3 separate regions of the Mus musculus genome follow, and regions 1 and 3 are each linked to region 2. Evidence: chromatin contacts called from public HiChIP or PLAC-seq and promoter capture Hi-C data. All regions are on one chromosome and are shown on one strand. The core of a region is the stretch at or near the end of the contact, and the rest is flanking DNA. Distances in the headings are between cores, read along the strand shown.

Evidence for each region. Promoter capture Hi-C pulls out the DNA fragments that hold promoters and counts their contacts. HiChIP or PLAC-seq counts read pairs in DNA pulled down with a chosen protein or histone mark.
Region 1: a contact with region 2 is called in a promoter capture Hi-C map of liver, with 4 times the contacts expected there. The contact joins the enhancer-like site here to the promoter of Sall1 in region 2. A contact is called at or near these places in 3 of 39 promoter capture datasets (hippocampal neurons, liver and stem cell-derived epiblast-like cells), 2 of 115 datasets of contacts at active chromatin or transcription factors (astrocytes and embryonic stem cells) and 1 of 9 other capture datasets (embryonic stem cells).
Region 3: an H3K27ac HiChIP or PLAC-seq map of embryonic stem cells shows a contact between it and region 2, with 8 times the contacts expected there. The contact joins the enhancer-like site here to the promoter of Sall1 in region 2. A contact is called at or near these places in 3 of 39 promoter capture datasets (embryonic stem cells, liver and stem cell-derived epiblast-like cells), 5 of 115 datasets of contacts at active chromatin or transcription factors (astrocytes, embryonic forebrain, embryonic stem cells and 1 more) and 1 of 9 other capture datasets (embryonic tail).

What each region holds. Positions count from the first base shown.
Region 1 is chr8:90,943,528-90,946,227 of GRCm38.p6, forward strand. The region is part of intron 3 of Chd9 (chromodomain helicase DNA binding protein 9); the gene reads left to right. Among named protein-coding and RNA genes, the nearest start is that of Gm39221, 110 kb to the right of the region's middle. Within about 2 kb of position 1,299, at least 3 of the 459 cell types and tissues checked have an H3K27ac peak or open chromatin away from gene starts, as enhancers often do. A contact at or near this core is called in liver, where this site is marked.
Region 2 is chr8:89,041,469-89,044,168 of GRCm38.p6, forward strand. Sall1 (spalt like transcription factor 1) reads right to left here and starts at 1,394. Exons shown (of 3, transcript NM_001371070.1): 1 at 884-1,394. The coding sequence starts at 959. Gm3134 (predicted gene 3134) reads left to right here. Exons shown (of 3, transcript NR_166639.1): 1 at 1-328.
Region 3 is chr8:90,853,548-90,856,273 of GRCm38.p6, forward strand. The region is part of intron 2 of Chd9 (chromodomain helicase DNA binding protein 9); the gene reads left to right. Among named protein-coding and RNA genes, the nearest start is that of Chd9, 26 kb to the left of the region's middle. Within about 2 kb of position 1,369, at least 83 of the 459 cell types and tissues checked have an H3K27ac peak or open chromatin away from gene starts, as enhancers often do. A contact at or near this core is called in embryonic stem cells, liver and stem cell-derived epiblast-like cells, where this site is marked.

The sequences.
Region 1 (2,700 bases), core at 49-2,548, 1.9 Mb after region 2:
AGAAGATCAGACATCTCAGGTCTTTGTGGTTACCTGCCGTCATGTATGTATACCTATACAGAAAGAAGCATAGTTAAAAATAACTCATTTTAAAATACTGAGCAGATTTGTTTATCTTTCCAAACTCAGTCTCTTTTTCTATACAGTGTGACTAACATTGGCACCAGTCATATAAAATTATGTTCTATATTGACAACTTGCTGCAAAAGAAATCAAGGAAAATACCCACTTACAATAGTTTAATATCCACAAGAAATGCAGCCAGGAAGGTAAACTATATCTGTGAGGGTAACTTCAGGACACACACACACACACACATAGGAGGAGGGGGAGGGGGAGGAGGAGGAGGAAGAGGATGAAAGAAATTGAAGAACGCACCAGCTGATCGGAAGATCGCCTCTGTGTGTCTAGAACTGATAGGGGGTGGTTTATATAGACATCTCACCAGTGGCTAAAAGCTCACAGATGTTTGCTTCAGCAGTTGAGGCTCTGCTTTAACTCCTACCAACTCAAGGAGCTTCTCTGAACTAGGCGTGGTGGCATGGAGGAGCTCTGTGAGTTCCAGGAAAGTCAGGGCTACATAGAGAGACCCTGTCTCAAAAATTAAAAGAAAGCAGCAGCTTCTCTATCCAAGGTTGAGAGCATCATAAATCTGTGGATATAAACACAAAGTGTTTATCCTTAGTTTATCATAGAGAGCAAGTAAAACTGCTTTTCTATTTCATCTCTCCTATGAGGATTAGGTAAGAAAGCAAGTCACAGCAACTTCTGAAGAGCATATGGAGAGAAGGGACCTTCATTACTATTGATCAGAGTGTCAGCTGCTGTGGCACTGTGGAAATCTCATAAAAAGAACAAAACAAAACTAGTTCGAGCTGTCATCTGACCCAGCTCTACTTCCCTGGGCATACACTCACAAGACTCCCACCACAGAGATGTTGTGACCATGTGGTCTTAAGTTGCTCCTCCTGTATTTCACCGTGAGGCTTGATGCTCGTTGTGGGGTTTGCATAGATGTCCTATTTAGCAAATTGTTGGCTACTCCCTTCTAGTCTTAATTGCTGCATCATGAGTAGTTACATCATGAGGGATAGTGAATTTGAGTATTTGTTTTCCTTTATCACAAGATAGGATATAAAGCTTTCATGAGGCTCTTGCTAAGCTGTACTCTGTGAATTAATTTTCAGATAGTAAACTAGGCTTGCAGGTTGGAGAGATGGCTTAGTGCTTAAGAGCACTGGCCACTCTTTCAGAGGATCAGAGTACAGTTTCCAGGATCCCACATGGTGGCTCACAGCGATCCTGAACTCCAGTCCTGTGGCTTCCAACACCCTTTTCTGGCCAGGTTTGTACAGACATGTATACAAACAAAACACCCATATTCATAAAATAAATCAATAAAATTCAGAAGCAAAACCCAAACAAAATAAACAAAGTTCTAAAAAGGAGGGGATATCTCTCCTTTCCATTAAGAGAGAGACAGAGACAAAGACAGACAGACAGACAGACAGGTTAGGCTTGCATTCCTAAACTCTATCCTCCATGCTCAGTCTTCCTCCCTGCTCTCCATGCTCTATGTTCTCTATCCCCCATGCTCTCTTCTCTCTCTCTTTCCTCTATTAGCTGCTGGTTTTTGGTTGAGAGTAATTTGTGTCTACAGTTGACTTTTGGTCTGGAGTTTATTTGATTTTGGTTTTGATCTGTGACTTTAGTTCATTAGTTGTAACTGTTTACTTTTCTTTTGTTTTAATAGGCCATCTGGATGAGTGTATTAGTAAATGATGCAATTAATTAGAAAATATTTTTTAACCTCTGGCCAGAAGTTAGTTGGAGACTTTCCCTCATATCTTACAGCAAAGGAGAAAGATATGTTTTGCTTTTAATAAGTAACATCAACAAAGTAGCTTAAAATTTTATATTGCACACACACACACACACACATTCACATACATCTTCCTCTTGCATCTCCTATTTCTGTTGTTGTTTTGAAACAGGGTCTCTCTATGTAGCCTTGGCCATCCTAGAACTTAGTATGTAGACCAGGCTAGCCTAGAACTCACAGAGATATGCCTGTCTCTGCCTCCTAAGTGCTGGGATTTAATGCAAGCATCAACACATCTGGCTGTAGTATGTTTCTTTTAATGCTGTGTGATACCAAATTGTGCTTAATATAATGGTTTAAAACAACACACTTTTTATCTCATTCTTTACTTGGGGCATGTGCCTTGTCTTTTTTCCTCCCTTCCTCTTTTATTTTGAGATATTTTTAAAATTATTTTGCTAGACCATATGTGTGAGCATGTGCATGCACATGTGTTGGATGGGTGCATCATATGGCATGGTGTGGATATACAAGACAAAGGACGACTGTGTGAGTTGGTTCTCTCCTTCCACCATGTGATTCTGGGGATTGGACTCGGGTGTTCAGGTCTGGCAACAAGTTCCTTTTAACTCACTGGGTCCTTTTACCAGTTCTTTTTTTTTTTTTTAAAGATTTATTTATTTATTATATGTGTGTACACTGTAGCTGTCTTCAGACACTCCAGAAGAGGGCATCAGATTTTTGTTACGATGGTTGTGAGCCACCATGTGGTTGCTGGGATCTGAACTCAGGACCTTTGGAAGAGCAGTCAGTGCTCTTAACTGCTGAGCCATCTCACCAGCCCCCTTTTACCAGTTCTTGAGATATTGTTTTTAAAG
Region 2 (2,700 bases), core at 144-2,643:
AACCCTGCCTTCATTGCTCGGCTGGCTCCAGGGGTCTGGCGGGCTAATACCCGGGACCCAAGAAAGTGTCTAATGACCCTTACCAGAACGGGTCCCGAAGGATGGGACTCCATAATACGTGGGGTGCACACATCCAAGCCCGACTTTGACGGGTTATGGGTGCAAGTGTGGAAAGAAACGACAGGAGAACAAACTTGGGAAGCCGGACCAAGCGACACTTCCCTGTCCCTAAGTCAGTCTCCAGAGCGACCGGCAGCACTCGGCCGCGACCCCAGGATGTCGCTCCTCCACCCCAACCCCCAGTTCTCACGGCTCGGAACCCCCAAAGGTACCATGTTTCGCCCGCTAGCCAAGTGGGAACGAGAGTTTGGGGGGGGGGTGGGTACGGAGAGCTCCCCACGCGCTCGGCGTTCAGCCACCCGGACGAAGTAAACTTCTTTAACGTTGGCCGCAGGGCTGGGCGGTGAGGCCCAGGCGACAGAGGCCCAGCCCGGGGACCCGGGTGGCGCGCGGGGAGCGGGAGAGAGCTCGCGTGGGCAGCTCCAGATGGCCTCTGCCCGAGAGATCGCCCCTCGGGGCGGCAGGGTCGTGGCCGCGGCTTCTCCGACCCTCTGGGCGGAGGAGCGAGCCGGCCAGTCGACCCTACTCCGCCCAGTCGAGGACACGGAACTCCGGAAAGCTCCAGCCGGGATAGGCTGGCTCTCCCGGGACAGGGGAAGCCTGGCCCGGCAAATTGAAATCGAGGAAGCATGAAATAAAATCAGACGCGCCGAGTGCAGAAGGCGAAAGCGGCGGTGGGCGCGGGGCCCGCCGCGTGTGCGTGGGTCCGAGTGTGCGTGTGAGTGCGTGTCTGTGTGTCCGCGGCGCCGGCCGGAGCACTCACCATCTCGCCGGGGGAGCGAGGCCACTTCGGGGTCGGATTGGAAATGTTGAGGCTTCGCTTGCTTCCTCCGCGACATGCTGGCTCAAACATCAGCTGGGGCAGAATAAAAAATTACTAAAAAAAAATCTTCTCAAAATTACGGAAATCGAGCGGCGGCGGCGGCGGCTCCCCCCGCCCGCCGGCCCGCCCGCCCCCTCCCCGGCTCCCCGGCCCCGGGCACAGCGCGCATGTGTCCTGCTATAATTATGATTATCAATAATGCATTGCGATTAATCATAGAGGGGCTCTTTGAAAGGCGATTGGCACCGGGCCAGCGCTATTCAAACCCGCTCGCCTTAATCAATTAGTTCGTGATTTGCTGCAGACCCCTGTCTCTCCGCGCGCTGGCCCAATAAGCCGGCCGCGGGGCTGGCTCTGCGCGCCGCGCCGCCCGACTCTTGGTTAACCCTCTTGGCGACCGCCGGGGACTCCGCGGCCCGGCCGCCGGGGGCCTGCCTCCTCGCCACTGCGCGCCCAGCGCCCCGGCCGGCGCCCCCCGCTCGTTCCCCTCCCCCCTCCCCCGCCCTCCATCCCGGGCTGGGCCGACCCGAATTAGCATGCTCGCCCGGGAGCCTAGCGGAGCAGGGCCGCGTGGGGGTGGGGCTGGCGGCGGGGGCTGGGGACCCAGGCTGCGGGCGAGCGGCGAACTTCCTAACTCCCGCGCTGCGTACTGGCCCGCGAGGGGGAGGGAGTCCCGTGGCGGGACGGGGTAGGAGAGGGCGCCCCATTTCGTGAGTGTTCCTTCATTTTCTTTAAGAGCTACCAGAAAGCAGCCCACCCCCACTCTCATAAAAAAAAAAAAGCGAGTGGGGAAGAGCCAGCCCCACGCCAGTCCGCCTCCCGCTCGCTGCCGGGCCTCCCTCCCGCCTGCCCGCCGCCTGGCTCGGAGATCCTTCGCCCAGAGTTCTCCACTCTCAGGATCCCGGGCTCGCGGGGGTGCGGAGAAGAGGACCCAGGAAAGGTTTGGGGACGTGATGGGTTTGGGGCTTGGGGGGAGGGGCAGTTTTCTCGCCACCCCATCCTCTCCCTGCCTGGGAGCGGCGACCCTCCAGCCTCTTGCTGGCTCCTTAGCTCCCTTTCTCTACCTTGGACATTCCCGGGACAATTAGGGCTGAAGTTTTCGGGAGAAGCGCCCCGAGCCCGTGGGATAAGGGGGCGGCTCGGCTCCGCCCAGGACCCCCTCCCGAACCTCCCCCCGGCCGCCCCGGTTGGCTGCAGGGCGCGTCACTCCGCGGGGAGGCGGCGGCCACCGTGGCGCCGCCAAGCTCCGGGCGGGTGGAGAGCAAGGACCTGCCTGAGCTCCGAGTTCAGCTTCTGCGGGAGGGAGGGGAGGGGCGCAGCTAATTCTGTGCTAAGCAGCGCTCCCCTGGCCTGGGTGGTGCTGCTGGAGCCAGACCCTAGGCACCGCCTCTACCCTGGACCCTAGTGCTCCGTGTCCTAGGGGTGGAGGCCGCCACCTCGTCGCAGACGAGGTGGCTACCCGGAGTGAGTGAGCATGGAGGGGGGGTCCTGTTCGTTGCCCTGCTAGCTACGCCGTGACTCGCCTTCACTTTTCCGACACTTGCTACGTGCGGCGCCCAAACTTTTCTCTCCATCTCTCTCTGTTTCTCTCCCAGAGCTGGGAGCCAGCCTCTCTTACCCGCTCACGGGACCCAGGGATCCGGGCCCTGTACTCCCTCTTCCGGGTTTGGGCGCCTGCGAACCTGAGGCTTGGTCCTCGGCTTAGTTTAGACCTCCTCCTGCCTCGGGGTTTCCGCTCGCCGAGGTTCCCGAAGTCC
Region 3 (2,726 bases), core at 119-2,618, 1.8 Mb after region 2:
TCCATTTCTTTCTCTAAAAAATAATTAGACTTAATTTTTTTTTGTTGTTGTTTTGTTTTGGTTTTTTGTTTTGTTTTGTTTTTAGAGACAGGGTTTCTCTGTGTAGCCCTAGCTGTCCTAGAACTCACTCTGTAGACTAGGCTGGCCTCGAACTCAGAAATACACCTGCCTCTGCCTTCCAAGTGCTAGGATTAAAAGTGTGTGCCACCACTGCCCGGCTTGACTTAATATTTTTATGTGTTTGAGTGTTTTGCCTGTATGTTTGTATTCATATCATATGTGAACTTGGTGGCCAAGAAGAGGACTTTAAATCCCTTGGGACCAGAGTTACAGATGGTTGCAAGTCATTGTGTAGGTTCTAAGAGTCCTGCAGGAACAAGTGCTCTTAACTGATGAACCAACTCCCCATCCCTCTCTTTGTTTTCTTGAGACAGAACTTGTGACTTGGGTCACAGTTCTCTGGGATGTGTGTAACTTTTTGAAGTACAGATGGTCTCTGGGATCGAGCCTTCAACCTGTGGGCTCTCATGCCAACTGTAGGTAGTCACTCTCGGAACTGAATTGCATCGTAGGCACCAGCTGGTGTTGGAGAATTGGTTGGCATGGGAAATGCACGTACACACATTTGCTATTGGATGGATAAGGGTTCTCTGGGTAGAAACATTTGGGGGAGGGTGCATTTTGGCAAGAAGGCATTTTTAAAAATTAACTAACTTATTTCTGGCCCTACCTGTGCTCCTGACAGTGTAGATAAGGAAGAGACATGCGTAAAGTACTGAATTGGCTATTGGTATAGTATTTTGCTTTAAAAAAAAAAAAGAAGGGAAAAAAAGTGTGTGTGTGTGTGTGTGTGTGTGTGTGTGTGTGTGTGTGTGTGTGTGCGCAGGGAAAATAGTGTGAGCGCACCTCCAACCGGGAGACAATGTTTGTCTAAACTTGGGTCTTTGTCTCTATAGCATGCCACCCCCAACCCCTGCTGTCCAAGTGAGGAGGTGGGGCTTTTTAAGTCAGTTGTGATGTGCTTTTGAGCACAACATGGGGGGAAGAGACCCCACAGTCTGTTTAGCTCTCCTCATGAAAAATACAAGCTGGGTTTTGACTGAATGACAAAAGGCAAGCTTCGGAGGGAGCCAGGAAGCATAGTAAAGACCGTGACTCTCTGCAAATGTGCACAGCCCAAACAGCTCTTTCCAGTCTGGAAAAAATGAAGAGATGTGTCTGTGTCTGTGCGAAGCCAGCCAAGGCTCGGCCCCTCCTCCCGGGCTCCTGCCCCACCCCCACCTTCTGGCAAAGCCTCCCACCCTACCCCAGACGTGCAGTCATAGCTTTCATCCTGTGTGACTTGTAGTTGCCCAGGAAATAACATTGCCCAGGCTCTGGGGACATGCACTAGCCACTCCCAGGCCGCTTTCCGGGATATCTGTCTGGGTGGGGTTTGCCTGGCATCCCTGACCTTGGCTAAGGCTGGCTCTCGGCAGGGTTGTGTGGAAGGTGAAGTTGGTTCCGTCTTCTCTATGGTTTACTTTCTGCTCCCGCCTACCCCCTTTTCCCTTCCTCCTTTGCCTTTGAAACAACCTTTATCTCATTTCTACTTCTGTGCATTGGTGCTTGGAAGGAGACGAGCCAAAGGTGAGAGTGTAAAAGCATTCACAGTGAGTAAAAGTGGGCTGAGAAGGCTCCCATCCAGACGGGGAAGCAAACTTGGTCGGTGCTGCATCTCTATATTGGAGAGTCCTGTAAGGTCTGGTTCAGCACCGAGTGTAGGCATTACATTTGCATAACGATTACTGTGCTCTTTGGATGGTCGTCCCAGGGATGGTAGATTAATAAGGCACCAAGGCACCCAGGCCCCTGGAAATGACAAATCCAACCTGAGTGCTGGGTTCTGGGTGCTGCGAAGAGCCCTGGAATTGGGATCAGGGATTTTAATTGGTTGAAGGTTGAATAGGAAATGTCTGTGTTCCTCCCTGATGGAACCACAGCTCCTAGTTCAAGCCTCTTCAGACAGGTAACTGTGTGTCAGTGGGTGCATGTGTGAAAGAGCCGATAACCCTAGGTACTTTTCTTCCTTAGACTTCAGTTTCCTGTATAATAAAATTTAAAACTGGGCATGGTAATATATGCCTATAATCTTAGCCAGTGGGTGATTGAAGCAAGAAAATCGGAAGTTCAAGGTCATCTACGACTTTGAGGGATGAAGGTTGGCTTGGACATACTGAGATGCTGTCACAATAATAGTGCAAAGTGGGTGTGTCATATGGCTCAAGGAACTATGTTGATAACCCTCAGGAAGCGAAGGCAGAGGGATCCAGGAGTTGAAGGCCAGCCTCATCTCCGTGTGCTAGTGGGGTGCAGTAGTAGAAGAAAATGCCCAGGCGGGCATGGTGGTGCACGCCTTTAATCCCAGCACTTGGGAGGCAGAGGCAGGCGGATTTCTGAGTTCGAGGCCAGACTGGGGTACAGAGTGAGTACCAGGACAGCCAGGGCTATACAGAGAAACCCTGTCTCGGAAAAGAAAGAAAGAGAGAGAGAGAGAGAGAGAGAGAGAGAGAGAGAGAGAGAGAGAGAGAGAGAGGAAAGAAAGAGAGAAAGAGAGAAAGAAAGGAAGAAAGAAAGAAAGAAAGAAAGAAAGAAAGAAAGAAAGAAAGAAAGAAAAAAGGAAAGAAAGAAAGAAAAAAGGAAAGAAAGAGAAAGAAAGAAAGAAAATGCCCGAATGTCCTTTGTAA